5 separate regions of the Sus scrofa genome follow, and regions 1, 2, 3 and 5 are each linked to region 4. The links are chromatin contacts, called in public Hi-C and promoter capture Hi-C maps. All regions are on one chromosome and are shown on one strand. Each heading gives the region's core, a stretch centred on a gene start, on an enhancer-like site or on the middle of the called end of the contact. The rest is flanking DNA. Distances are from core to core; before and after follow the strand shown.

Region 1 (2,700 bases), core at 112-2,611, 720 kb before region 4:
CTCCAGGCGGTGTCCCAGATGACCGGCAGCCCCTCAAAGGGTTACACTGTCAACTACCGATAAGGGTTCAAATAAAGTGCAGGACGTCGCGACACTTGGCCCCTTGGCCCAGTCATTGCACTAATATCTAAGTAATGCTATCTTGTCGGTTAATTGCTCCTTTTGTTCCTTGAAGTGGGAAGTGTTACAAAGTGAGTTTTTATTCACTCAGAAAACAGGCTCTAGATGTCTCTTACACCTGCCCCACCAACTGGATGGCAAGAGCTTTGCTTCCCCGGCACGTCCTCCTCCTCCTTCCTTCCCACCCTCAGGTTACGTTTAGGATGGAGAGTCAGGTAGGTAGGTACCTGCCTTTCCCTCCTACCGTTAACAGCTTCTGGCCGGAACCCAAGCTCGCGGCCCGTAACCCCCCGGGTCCCCGCTCGAGTGTGAGCGCGGGAGTGTGAGCGCCGGGAGGTGCGAGCAACAGACTCGCGAGCAGCCGCTTGTTGCTCCTGCTGCCGCGTCGTGGGGAAGTGAAAATGAAATTGACTTTTCCGAGAAATGATGAAAGCCGTGCGGCCGGCCAATGAACGGCGGCGGCGAACTTCCGCACCTCCCGGCCGGGCTGCTCGAGCCCTCCCTCCGCCTCCACCTCCCGGTTGCACAAGCTTGAAACAAACACTGGGGAGGAAGGGCGGAGGGAGGAGGGAGGAGGGAGGAGGGGGGAGCGAGGGAGGGAGGGAGGGAGGGAGCGAGGCTGGCAGGAGGGCGGGGGGTGGGGGGATTTCCAGCCTCAGCGCTTCGCAGTTTCCTCTCCTTGTTTTGCTTTCGATCTGGACTGTTCTCAGGCAAGCCGGGGAGTAACTTTTAGTTTTGCTCCTGCGATTATTCAACTGACGGGCTTTCATTTCCATTTCACACACCCTAGCAACACTTAAGCCTTGCGGAATTGTATTGGTAGCGTGAAAAAGCACACTGAGAGGTAACATTTTTCAAATAATAGTTGTGACTGTGCGTGTGTGTTTTTCTCGAGGGCATGTTTATGAGGACTGGAGGGGATCTGTGTGTGCGCGCGTCCTGATGGTTTGACACGATGTTTGGCAGACGGAAAATGCTGAGGTTCATAAATATTAATACTGATTTTTGGAGGAACAGTCGGCGCTATTATGGATCATCTGATTTTAGGGAAAGCAGGTTTCTGCTGCTGTTGCTGCTGCTACTGGGGCTGCTGAGGCTGCAAGGAGGAGGAGGAGGTAAAGAGGGAGGAGGAGGAGGAGGAGGTTAGTGGAGGTTTAATTTCACTTTTGGATTTGCAGATGCGGAGAGGTGGCTCCATGGACACAGACCTGCTCTGTGTGATTCTGCACCCCAGGTGTTGGGGGGGGTGCAGGACTGTTGGAGTCGGGCCTCCTTTTAAAACAAAATTATCGGGTGCATGTGGGTGCGTGTGTATGTTTACAGACGCCGTAGCCACCAGATCCTAAGGAGAGAAGCGGGTCCTTCTCGGTGCCCGGCGGCAGTGGCTCTCTCCCGGCAGCTTCTGGCATAAATAGACAGGAACCCGCCGACCGCCCGCAGCCTGCGCCCCGCGTCTGGCCGGGAGAGGCACCTCCCGCCGCGGCCAAAGGAAACTTGATGCGGAGCCCGGCGGCGGTCCCAGGGCTCGCCCGCCTGCCGGACTCGGGGAAGGGTCGCGGGCGTCGGGTGCCAGCGGCCGGGGCCGGCGGGCGGGCTCGGAACCCGGCTGGGCGCCGGGCCTGGCCGGCGCGCCCGGCTTCCTGGGGGCTGGGCCGCTGCCGCCACCGCCCGGGAGGGACGCCGCGTCCTCCTTCCCGCCGGCCAGCGCCCGGGCTGGCCCTGGGGCCTTGTCGATGCACTTGTCCCGGCGCGCCGGGGGCTCGGGCGGCGCGTCCTGGGAGGGCGCCGCGCCCAGGGGTCAGCGGCCCCGGCCGCGGCCTAGCGCCGGGCGCCTCCGGGTCCCCGCGGGCGCCCCCGGGCCGGCCTCGCGCGCTGGGCCTGACCCGCCTCGGCTACGGAGCGGGCGAGGTGGGGGCGGGGAGCCTCCGGGGACCGAGCGGCGCCCTGCTGGCAAGCCCGGGTGCCGGCTCCCCTGGGGGTCCCGGGGCGCGGGCGGCGGCGGGGTGGGGACGCGTGTGCCCGCCCCGCGCCCTCCGATCCCGCTCGGGGCGCCGAGTGGCATTCGCCCGCCGGCCAAACGTGGTTGGTGCAAAGCCGCGGCCGCCACTTCCTTTCCGCCTCGCGGGCCGGGCTCGCCCACCAAGCGATGCCCGCTGTGGCCGATCGTGGCGCCCGCCCGCTCGCGGGGCTACGGCCTGGGACCCGGCCCCGAGAGGGCTCGGGCAGCCTTTCCAAGTTCCAGGGGCTTCAGGATGCAACTCATCCCCTTCCGAGGACGCACTGGCGTCTGGGTTTGGGCCGCACGTGTGGCTGCGTTGGCCGCCCTCACCCCCTTGCCCCTTTAGAGGGGAAGAAGAGGGCAGGAGGCTGGCAGCCAGAGCCGGGCTCAGAAACGGTCTTCCCAGCGCCGGACGAGGTGCCCGAGTCAGTCGGTGTAGGCAGGACCCCTGGTCATCGGCTGTGAACGTGACCCCTGGGACTGGCAGTCGAGGTTGCCCCATACTTGCGGCTTGGCGTTTAGTAGTTTTCACCCCCTCTGTATAGTGTTTGTAACTTAGGGATATTTTACCCGCTCCCTTC
Region 2 (2,700 bases), core at 199-2,698, 780 kb before region 4:
AATACATACACGTGTGTGTGGATACACAAACAGAAATATACTGAAAACTCTTCAGGAGTTCCCCTGGTGGTTAACGAACTGGACTAGCATCCATGAGGACATGGGTTTGATCCCTGGCCCCTCTCATTGGGTTAAAGATCCTGTGTTGCTGTGAGCTGTGACACAGGTCGCAGACCCGGCTCAGATCCCCAGCTGCTGTGGCAGTGGTGTAGGCCATGGGCTACAGCTCTGATTCGACCCCTAGCCTGGGAACCTCCATATGCGGGGATGCGGCCTCAAGAAGACAAAAGACAAAAAAATACATACATACATAAATAAAATAAAATAAAATAAAAACCCTTCAGAGTGTGTGTGTATTTCCACACAGCAGAGAAAGGACTAAATAAGGGACATCTCTCTATTGTTTTTTTCTTAGTAATTTTTTTTTTTTTTTTAGAAAGAAGGAAAGAAAGAGGGAGCATAGGAGAAAAGAAGGGAAGGAATAGAGGGAGGGAGGGAGGAAGTAAATAAGACAAAGCTTTGTGGTAGATTCCAGGGCCTTTAAAAATTACTCTATATGGAGTTCCCGTCGTGGCGCAGTGGTTAACGAATCTCACCAAGAACCATGAGGTTGCAGGTTTAATCCCTGGCCTTGCTCAGTGGGTTAATGATCCAGCGCTGCCCTGAGCTGTGGTGTAGGTCGCAGGCGTGGCTTGGATCCCGCGTTGCTGTGGCTGTGGTGTAGGCCGGCGGTTACAGCTCCAATTAGACCCCTAGCCTGGGAACCTCCATATGCTGCGGGAGTGGCCCTAGAAAAGACAAAAAAAAAATTACTCTATATATTTTACTTCATATTTGCAGTATTTTATACCAAAAAGGAATACTTAGCCCTTGTAGACAATTCAGAAAATACATAAAAGTGTAAAAAAAAAAAAAAATCCCTTATTAAAAAAAAAATGAACCTTAATATTTTGCTGCATATTCTTTCAGACTGTGCCATACTTTCATTGGCCTGCATGTCATATATGTAATTTTTTTCGGTATCCTTCTCCAAAATGTTCTTCTGATTCATGAGGTAAATAACACTGAAGTCCGTTCTTTCTCTGAGTCTTTGAGACGGCTTCTCTCCTTAATTCTACAGTGTTCCCGCACAGTCCACAGTCCAGTTTGCAGATCTTACGGCTTGTGCTTCGCTCCACTCAGTCCACTTGAGGGCTATCTCAATCCATCTCAGATCTACTGTCGAACGTCAGACGACAGGCACATTTCCCAAACCAAGTCTCCCAGACCTACAGGCCCTCAGTGAGGGCACCCCTGCTGTCTGAAATGAGAACTCGCGAAATTGCATCTGTCTGACCTTTGGACACCCTTACGCTAGGTTAACGCAGGAGAAACTACCATTCCCGTCGGGCTCTGCTCTTGGGCGGCCACCTCTGCGCCTGCGCATTCTGAGCGTGGACCACAACTCCCAGGATGCTTCGTGCTGCCGCATTCACGGCTCTACTTCCTGCCGGGGCGTTTCCGGAATAACAGTGGCTCTGCGAGTCCAAGAAAAGTTAAAGGTGGGAGGGGTTTGTTGGCTGCTTGGGAAGCGGTTTGGAGTCACTTATTTTTTTCTTTTTCTGTCACAAAAAAGCAGCAAGTCTGCTGCAGAGATTTCTGGTGTGCAGCTGCCTCGATTTCTGGAGTGCACGGGCTTGGCTTTTCTGACCGGGAAGAGGGGTCTTTCATGCAGGCCTTACACAGGTGGTCGCGGCTTGCGCTTGTCTGGTTGCAGTAAGCTCGTCTTGGGAGGTGTCCCCCATCCCTCCCTGCGCGTAAAAGAGGCTGACAGTTCTGGATTTTGTTGGAGTAGCGGATTTTTTTTTTTTTCTCTTTATATCTTCGCAGGCATTTCTCGGGGAGTTGGAATATTGTTTTAGGAGTCTGCAAGGCAGATGTTTTAACCTGGAAATCCGGGCGCGCTTCTTGCAAGCTAGTTAGCGTTTTGCACTTGGTTTCAATTGGGCCTGGGATCTCTATTTTTATGATCTTTCAGCTCATAATTGTTAATGTGCGCTGAAGACAACCTTGGACGAATACCTGTATTTAAGGGCAAATAAAACGCACTGCTTGACTGACACCCTTAATATATGTAATTATAAATGTAGTATGACACACTTAAATAAATGTAATACATGGGAAACCGCAGTCCCTCCCCCCCCTCCCCCAGTGAAAGTAGAAACTTACCAGTACAGGAGTGAGGGACTGTCAGAGGGAAATGGCAAGTTGAGGAGTGAATGAAGGTGGGAGGTGAACAATTACAGTTGACCACAAGTCGCTTGTTCAAGAAATGTGTTCTTGTTGAGAAGAAAGATGGATGGTTGGTTGAGACCCAGCTTTGCTATTTATTAACTCTGTAATTTCATACAGGTTAGTTTACCTCTGAATCCCTGTTTTCTCATCTGTGAAATAACCTTTCCTCCCCACATGACAGTTTTTGTGAAGACAATTAAAATTATTATTTTAAACTATATTCATTGTTGTGAATATAGTTCTTAAACTCCATAACACTCCAAAGTATATTAGTAATGGTGGTAATTTGGCAAATGTAATGAAAGGCCAGGGGAACTAGGAATGTCAGTTAAAAGAAAAGTTGAAATTAGTGACCATGGGGTCAAGGCTGAAGAGTAAGGCCAGTGAATCTGGGAAGAGTCTGAAAATCTGGAGGAGACATACGGG
Region 3 (2,700 bases), core at 28-2,527, 850 kb before region 4:
TGCCTTAATGATGCAGAGCATCACATAATTAATGCACAGTAGAGTTTACCTCAGCAAGTCCAAAATCTCCAGGATCTGGCCGTAAACCAGCTACCTATTTGATTTCTTGTTGTTCAGCCTTCTCACCAAATGAATAATGACCATTGCCTGCACCTGGCTCACTCCAAGAGCCCTAAAGTATGGTTTCCCTCCCTCATCTGCAACACCCCACTCACCTTTGCCAAAGTCTTCCCCTTCGAGGCTCAGTTCAAGTTCTGCCACCTCTGACACCTCTGCTAAAAAGAAATCATCAGACTAAGTCAGAAGACATTGCCTTCAGCCAACTGTTTTGCTATAATTAAAGTTTCTCTTAAGTGTAATTTACATAACAACAGAAAACTGCTGCTGCTGCTGCAACAGAAGTTTCATTTTAGTAAGAAAGGGGTCTGGGCTTCACTATTACATAACAGCACTAGCTAAAAAAAATGGTACAGTACTGCCTTCCTTATGAATAACTGCATGCTAATCACTGTTGAGATTGGGAATGTGTCCTACTCTTCCTATTTTACTGCAGCAGAAAAAGGTCAAACACGGTCCTCTCTCAATATGGGAGGGATAAAGGCCTAGGTTTCATTCTTGGGAGGTGAGTTTTAACTCGTGTAACTGAATTAGAGCAAACTAATTAGCCTTTTAAAGCCCAGGTGGGAATTGTAATTCCTACCTCCAGGGCTTGTTGAAAGAGTAAGAAAAGGTAAGAGCACAGATGAGCACTCCACGAACACAAGCCGTACACAGAACGAAGTGTATTTGTGCACAAAACATCGCCCCTGATTGATATCCAAATGAACAAAGTGTGGGGAGTGGACTAGTCCTTCACCGGGGCCCGGACTCGTCAGGATGTCATGAACCCCTTGAAATTGGCGAAGAATAGCCTGCTCAATTGCATTGGTATATCCTTGTGCGAAAATGATACCGGGTCTGAAAAGAGTTCGTGACCCCAAATAGGCTGGGGGTTCAAACGGAGGGCGATTAGAGCTCTTGATTTAGGTACAGGGATGGGGGTGACCTAAGGCTGCGGCCGGCTTCCCTTCCTCCAGGAGCGCCCGCCCGGGGCTCCCTTCTCTTTGCCTCTGGGGTCCTGTGCGGCCTTCAGGGCCCCTCCGTTACCTCCAGAAACCTACGCTGGGGCGGAAACCCGCGGGTCCTCAGCGGCTGGCGGAACCTGCGACCAGCGGACTGTGGCGGGACCGAATCTTCAAACCTGGAGCGGGGGCGGGACCGAGGCGGGGAGCAGGGAGCGCGACGGGACGGTGTTCTTGGGCGGGGCGGGGACTTGTCAGCAGCGTTCTCGGCGGCCGGGAAAGGCGGGCGCGGACAGCTGAGAAGGCAGGAGTTCGCCAGACGGTGAAGGGTTAGTGTTCCCCGCCGAGCAACGTTCTCTCGCCGGAAGAGCCTGCGAAGGGGCGGTATTCTCGTGTGGGGCGTGGCCTTGAGAGGGCGGTGCTCTCGTGCGGGGCGGGGCCTGTGAGAGGACGAAATTCTCCGACCTGGCAAGGACTTTAAGGGAGCTGCATTCCTGGAGGCGGGGAAAGGCTAACGCGGAGAGCCGGGAATCCGGGAGCTGTTTTCCGAAGGGACGATGTTCTCCGGGGGAGCGGGTTCTCGGGGGTTGAGGGGGTGGGAGGCGGGGCGAGCTGGGGCCTGACTAACGTGTCGGCTTTGAGTGGAGCTTGCGGAGCGGAGGGGCGGAGCCATTGGAGGCGGGGTCTGCTGCGGAGCTCAACTCCAAGTTTTGCGGCGGCGGAAGCAGAGTTGGCGGGGAGAGAGAAGGTGACTGTGGTGTGCGTGCTGGACGGTGAGTGATGCCTTCCAAGATTCTTTCCTCTGTGCGGTGGCCCTGGGCCGGATCCCTCCACCCCTCCAAACCTAACGCCCGCCCCGGGGACCTGCGCGAGCCTGCAGCTTCTCCAGGGAGACGGGCAGGGTTCGGGCGGTAGGTCCTTTGTTTTGCCACGACGACGGGGGCGGGGACGAGCTGAATCCCGCAGATCCAGAGACCCAGCCCGGAGATGGGAGCCCAGGCCGGGGAGCGGAGACCCGGCTGCGAATGCCGAGCTTTGGGGATGGGAGGCTGGACTGAAGATAGGCTGGGCCGCACGGGTGGCGGGAGACCACACCGGGATGTGGAACCGGCAACGGGAGGCTGGGGAGCGGAGACCCAGTCGGAGTCAACGAGCCCAGGGGATTGGTGGATGAACGAAGATCCAGAAGCCTGGTGGAAAAAGAGGAAGTCGGTAGAACTGGGTCAGCACGCCGAAGCTTGATAGCGGGAGGCTTGACCCGGTCGCTGAATCCGGGGAGAAGTGCGGGAGGCCAGGCGGGGGCGCTGAGGCCGGGTGGTAGGAACTCGGACCCGGGTTGCGGGAGGCAGCGGGGATCTGAGACTGAAATTTGAATCGGAAAGAAGTTGAAGAGGATGGGCTCGGAGAAAAGATGACCTGAGGGCAGGAGGCGAGCTGGTCAAGCTCTGGCCCTTGGGGCTGATCCTCCCATTACTGGGTGAGGGTTTGGTCTCTCTTGCCTTCGTCTCAGGCCTAGATTTTCTCGGGTTGACTTTTGACTCCGCGCTCTGAAGAGGTAATTTCAAGTATCAAACTCCTGATCATGTTCAGACCTGAAAGCCTATATGAATCCTTCCAGCTCGTGCCTGTGGCTATGTAT
Region 4 (2,700 bases), core at 123-2,622:
GGTCTGCAGCGGGGGCTGTCGAGCCGCCCCCACCTCCACCCTTGAGACTCCAAGAGAAGTCCTCGCCGACCGCAGGGGGAAGGGAGGGCCGCGAACCCCGTCTCCAGTCCCGTTCTCCCGTCCCACACACCAGACCCCTCTGTACACTCGGGGAGACTGTCACAGGAGAAATGGAAAGCGGCACTTCCCCAGGCAGGCTCCGAGGGACCGTGCCCGGCGGCCAGCGGATGAGTTGGGGGAGGACCCGCACAGGCAGTCCCGCGGCCCCTACCTTGATATTTGTTGTCCAACTCTCGCAGCACGGACACGTTCCTCTGCATGTCGTGGGGCAGCGACTCCACACACTCGAGGTAGTCCTGCACGTAGCAGGTGAGAAGCCGGCTCCGCTCCCCGGTCAGGAGTGCGGCCGACGAGTAGAGTTGCTGCTGCTGCTGCCCTAACATCCTGCCGCCGCTGCTGCTCCTCGCCGCCGCCGCCGCCGCCGCCTCCGCATCCAGCAGCCACTCATGCAACAGCCACGGCCGCCGCGGCTCCTCTGCTCCGCAGCCCGGCGCCGCGGGGACACCCGCAGCCGCTCAGGAGGGCACAGCCGAGTCCCCCGATCTCCACTCCCCCCAAAAAGAAGCCCTCACTCCCCGCCCCCGCGGTAACAAGCCCAGGGGCGGGGCGAGATCTGGGCTCCCTCCTTTTTCCCCTCCCTCCCCAGGACTAGAGCAGCGGGGATCCCCCCAGCGGAGCTGGCGCCGGGGTCCCGGGCGTTGACACTTCCTGTCCCCCTCAAAATCCCCAGATGCTACCGATGCCGCTTCGCAGCTCGGAACCCCATGACAAGCCTTTCGCTGCCCCTTTCCTCCCAATCACCCTCGGTGCCTGTCGGAGAGTCTCTCACTGGATTGCCCCCGCCCCTCCGGCTGCGGACGCGTCTGCGCCTGCGCAGGCCTCCCTCCTAATAAGGCCGGGGGCCCGCCCCTACCGCCCTACCGAAAGGTTCGCATTCTCCCGCCTTCCCTCCGCCACCCGGGTGATTGGTCTGTAAACTCTCGGCCCGGGGCGGGGGGAGGGTGCGAAGGGCAGCCAAACGGCAGGCTGCGCACCGCCCCCTCTTAAAGGGGAAGCACTGTCAAGTCCACCTCTTTGCTCAAGGTCTGAATGGGACTTGCGGGGGCTGACGGCTGAGTCCTCCCTTTCGTCCTTCCCACAGGGAGGGGGAAGCTTGGACCAGCTCCCCCAGCCCGGTGTTACCGACTTTTCCCCCATCAGGTGGATCAAGCGCGGCCCCTCGCAAGCCTTAAAAGGAGCAGCGGGCGGTGGCTCTCCGCCGCGACCCTGGAGGGAGGCCTTGCGGGTCGACGCGGCGGCTTGCAGCGGGCGCGGCTCCGAGCATGCGCGGCGGCTGTGTGCCCGCCCGCTCGGCACCGCCCTCGGGCTCGGTCCTCCTCCCGCCGCGGCCTGTAGGCTCCCGGAGCATCCGGGGCTGATCGCGGAGGTAGGCGGTGCCCCCACAGCCCCCTGAGGTTTCTTTCTCCCTTAGTCGATCCGTGTTTTGAATCTCCTGGCTTCAACGAGGTCCCACCCTTCCTCAGACGCGGGGCCCCCCCGCGCCGTCCCACGACCGTGCAGGTTTTGTCCACCCTCCCGCTCTTGGGAGATCGAGTTTAGTGTGGGCTGACTGCCCTGAAAACTGTCCAACGGGTAACCTTAAAAAAAGAAAAAGAAAAAAGTTTCCCCCCGGGGGATCAGAACGTTTAAGCATTAAACGTCGGCTAGGGCTTCCTGGCGGCTTGAGGTTCACCACCACCTTAACATCTTTCTCCTCTAAGACAGAAAAACACTGGGGGGCCCGAGGACAAGGGGTGGTGAAGACGCGAGGAAAAACCTAATTAGGAATCAGGTTCACGTCCTCATCTAGGTGATCGGTCGACAGGGTTTAATTTCTGTCTTTTGTAAACTGAAATGCCAGGCAGAGGAGCTAATTTTAATTTCAGATGGACTCAGTTTGTATAATGACGTGTGTTTTTGGAAGAAACGGGTGTAAAGAGAACTAATACAAAGAGAATTTTAATGGCGTGCCAAAGTAAACAAACACTATTGTGAGTAGCACATTTGAGTTAAAAAGAAAACGTGAGTGGGTGATAAATTTGGATTTCTCCTTATATCCATTTGGTTCGCCGCGGTGGTGCACTTGCATGGTGACCTATTTAGAGTACTTTTGAAATAGCTGTTAATAGTATGGTTACCATTGACATGCAAAGAGAAATCTAGACCTTGAGGTACAGGATATTTTAAATTTTAAAGCCGAAACAAAGCATTCTTGGAAATTTGAGTCTTGGGAACAAAGTAATATTACACAGGACTCGAAGATTGTCATGTGCTATTTTCCTGTGACACTTTGAGGTTTTGACCACTTCAACCCAGGCAGTGTAGTATTGTATTTCAGAGAATCATCTAGGTTTCTTATTGTTGTCCTCCTTTAAATCTCTTAGGTTAAGCAGCCAGATCTTGTCAAAAAACAGTCACTGTGAAAAATTGAATTTTATCACTTTTTGCCTGAACCTTACTAGTTTTGTTTACACATAGATTTAAATCGGTTAGGGTTTTTTTGAAGGCCCCAAATAATGCACAATGTCTTATTATTTATTGATTCTGATTAGACATAGAATGCACCTATGATTTTATTCAGCCTAAATAGTGATCTGCAGG
Region 5 (2,700 bases), core at 8-2,507, 930 kb before region 4:
TACAAAAATGAATGCATGAGAGCTACATGCATCACTGTGAATAAACCTAAAATTTATATCTTTGAGTAAGAGCACTTGCACAATACATCCAAATATTATTTGTATAAAGTTTAAAAATATACAATAAATAACATTTTAGGAATATAGCAAGGTAGAAAAACATGGGAATGAGAAACGCAACATTGGAAGTGTGGTTATCCTTGGAAGAAATGATAAATAAATATATATATATGTATTACTTTGTAATTATGTAATTAAGTAAATATATATGTGTGTGTGTGTGTGTGTGTGTGTGTGTGTGTGTGTGTGTGTATAGTCTATTTAGGGCTGCACGCATGGCATATGGCGGTTCCCAGGCTAGGGGTCCAATCAGAGTTATAGCCACTAGCCGATGCCACAGCCACAGCAATGCCAGATCCAAGCTATGTCGCCACCTACACCAAAGCTCACTGGCAATGCCAGATTCCTAACCCACTGAATGAGGCCAGGGAGCAAACCTTTGTCCTCATGGATACTAGTCAGATTCATTTCCACTGAGCCACGACAGGAACTCCAGGAATGATAAATATTAATTTCCTATCCAGTGGTGACCATCTGTGTGCTCCATTTTATCTTTGTATATGCTATATTATGTGCATGAACTCTAATAATTTTTATTGTGGTGATATATACGTAACATATAGTTTAGCATTTTAGCCACTTTCAACTGTACCATTTAGTGGCACTACTTAAGAATATTCACATGGCTATGCAACCATCCACCATTAGCCACTTCTAGAACTCTTTCATCATCCTAAACTGTGCTTTTTGATGTCTTGATTCAAGATATCATTGCTAGATCCAATGTCATAAAGCTTTTGCCCTATATTTTCTTCTAAGAGTTTTATAGTTTTAGCCCTTATAGTTAGGTCTTTGATCCATTTTGAGTGAGTTATTTTTTTTGGGGGGGTGATAGGGGTCCAAAATCATCTTTTGCAGGATAATGCATTTTTTAGAGAGAAAGTAAAGAATCAGAGAATATTAGCTCCAGAAAAGGCCCTCCCCACTTATGAGTGAAAAAACTGGGGTAGAAATAAAATAATAAGCCAAGATGACACAACTGATTACAGGCGTTGGCAGACTAAAAATCAAACCTTATTTCCAAATCTTTACTCTAGATAGCTGCGCAGGCGCTTAAGCACCCAGCGGTCCCACCCTGGGTTTGGATCCGCCCCTCACAGGCGGGCGCCCTCTCCAGTTCCGGCTCTGGCTCCTCCCCCTCCCGCCCCCAAGGGCGGGCCCTGGCGGCTCTGACTCTTTGGAACTTAGGAAAAAGGGCGAGGCACGTGGGTGAGAGGAAAAACCCGACAAATGTTTGGCGTATCATGCACTGTCAGCAACTGGTTTTAAAGCCTGGACTCCAAATCCGCTCTAGCGCAGTACCAGACCGGGTTTTTTCTAGCGCTCTAGGACGGGGAAGAGCCCTAGCCCGCCTGTGTGTAAGACCGGGCGCGGGGCGGGAGGCGTGCCCGCGTGCTCGGCCCCGATTGGCCGCTGGGAGCAGCGCGGGGTTTGGCGGGAGCTTCAGGAGCTGCGCGGGCGCAGGGAGCTGTGGGCCGTGATGGCCCAGCCGGGACGAGTAACGCGCTCAGGGTAGGTATTGAGGACCCTCGCGACGCAGGTTGGGGCCCACTTTATCTTCTTTCTCTTCCGCGGATCTTGGGCCTCTCGGAGCTGTTGGTGCTGCCTGGTTCTGGCACTGTGCTGTTTGTCCTAGCGATAAGTTTCCAGGTCTGTAAAAGGGGAGTAATAATAGTCACAATTTTCTAGGAATTACGGGGAAGCTTAGAGGAGTTACAGTTTATAACGGTGCCTGACGGGCAGGCGAGAACGCTGGCTAGTGTTAGCATCATTTTGGGTGAGTGTAGTCTAAAGTAGACAAAACATTTTAAAACGAACTGTCCAACAAATAACTTATGAGGGCGTACCACTCTACCACTTGCCAGACATCACATTCTAGTGGCTTTTACACTCTGGCTGGTAGTCAGTATTCTTATTTTCAAGACCTTGCTTGTTTTTATAACACAAACCACAGACCATAAAGTTGAACTACATCTCCGGCCGGCTGCTTGTGGTTCTTAAAGGAGCACTCCAGCCAGGATGGGGCAAGGTTTTTTGTTTTTAATCAAAAAGGGCATGCAATTTAAAATAGATTGCAAAACTGCTCTCTAAAATGTTATTCCCTCTGGATTTGTTGGCAAGTATCTTGCTGGTGGTGTCTGGTCCTGGCTGGAGGGGCCTTGGCTTGCTTTGATTAGTCTGCAAAGGAGTTCCACCTGGACCGTGGGAAGGCTTCCCGGAGAAGGTGCATTTGTAGATGTGGGGTGATGGTAGAGGCAAGCCGACAGCATAGGGGAAAGGCTGGGGCAAGACAAAGCAGGGAGGTGGAGTAAACTGAGACTAGATTCCAGTGGCCAGTGGGGAAGAACCTAAGACGCCCACAGTGGGGAGGAGGACTGGGAAAAAATATTGGAGCCTTGAAACATCAGGTGACAAGAGTTAAACTTTATCTGCTAGGCCAGTGGGGGGGTGGTTCTCTCTCTCTGTACACAAACATATACACATACATGTAACATTTTTGCCTTTTGAGATTCATGAAATCTGTTCATCCTCCCCCCCCAAAATGAAAGTTTGACATATGTTATCAAGGAGATTTCCATC

Evidence for each region. Promoter capture Hi-C pulls out the DNA fragments that hold promoters and counts their contacts. A called contact is a pair of places that touch in the nucleus more often than the background predicts.
Region 1: a contact with region 4 is called in a promoter capture Hi-C map of liver, with 4 times the contacts expected there. The contact joins the promoter of LOC106506214 here to the promoter of ING2 in region 4. A contact is called at or near these places in 2 of 5 promoter capture datasets (fetal liver and liver) and 3 of 47 Hi-C or Micro-C datasets (heart right ventricle, retroperitoneal adipose tissue and skeletal muscle).
Region 2: a Hi-C map of liver shows a contact between it and region 4, with 6 times the contacts expected there. The contact joins the promoter of IRF2 here to the promoter of ING2 in region 4. A contact is called at or near these places in 4 of 47 Hi-C or Micro-C datasets (epiblast stem cells, heart right ventricle, liver and 1 more) and 1 of 2 datasets of contacts at active chromatin or transcription factors (alveolar macrophages).
Region 3: a promoter capture Hi-C map of liver shows a contact between it and region 4, with 3 times the contacts expected there. The contact joins the promoter of PRIMPOL here to the promoter of ING2 in region 4. A contact is called at or near these places in 2 of 5 promoter capture datasets (fetal liver and liver) and 1 of 47 Hi-C or Micro-C datasets (skeletal muscle).
Region 5: a contact with region 4 is called in a Hi-C map of liver, with 4 times the contacts expected there. The contact joins the promoter of CENPU here to the promoter of ING2 in region 4. A contact is called at or near these places in 1 of 5 promoter capture datasets (liver) and 2 of 47 Hi-C or Micro-C datasets (heart right ventricle and liver).

The regions. Positions count from the first base shown.
Region 1 is chr15:45,632,818-45,635,517 of Sscrofa11.1, reverse strand. LOC106506214 (collagen alpha-1(I) chain) reads left to right here and starts at 1,361. Exons shown (of 1, transcript XM_021075624.1): 1 at 1,361-2,700. The coding sequence starts at 1,854. The coding sequence ends at 2,465. All of the region lies in intron 4 of IRF2 (interferon regulatory factor 2), which reads left to right.
Region 2 is chr15:45,691,989-45,694,688 of Sscrofa11.1, reverse strand. It overlaps IRF2 (interferon regulatory factor 2), which reads left to right and starts at 1,448. Exons shown (of 12, transcript XM_021075622.1): 1 at 1,448-1,541.
Region 3 is chr15:45,762,838-45,765,537 of Sscrofa11.1, reverse strand. PRIMPOL (DNA-directed primase/polymerase protein) reads right to left here and starts at 1,277. Exons shown (of 15, transcript XM_021076332.1): 1 at 1,147-1,277; 2 at 216-275.
Region 4 is chr15:44,916,267-44,918,966 of Sscrofa11.1, reverse strand. ING2 (inhibitor of growth protein 2) reads right to left here and starts at 1,372. Exons shown (of 2, transcript XM_003133342.5): 1 at 272-1,372. The coding sequence starts at 443. LOC100621235 (a long non-coding RNA gene) reads left to right here and starts at 1,401. Exons shown (of 5, transcript XR_001301384.2): 1 at 1,401-1,486.
Region 5 is chr15:45,850,018-45,852,717 of Sscrofa11.1, reverse strand. CENPU (centromere protein U) reads left to right here and starts at 1,257. Exons shown (of 12, transcript XM_013984043.2): 1 at 1,257-1,632. The coding sequence starts at 1,601. It overlaps PRIMPOL (DNA-directed primase/polymerase protein), which reads right to left. Exons shown (of 15, transcript XM_021076332.1): 15 at 1,666-1,772. The coding sequence ends at 1,753.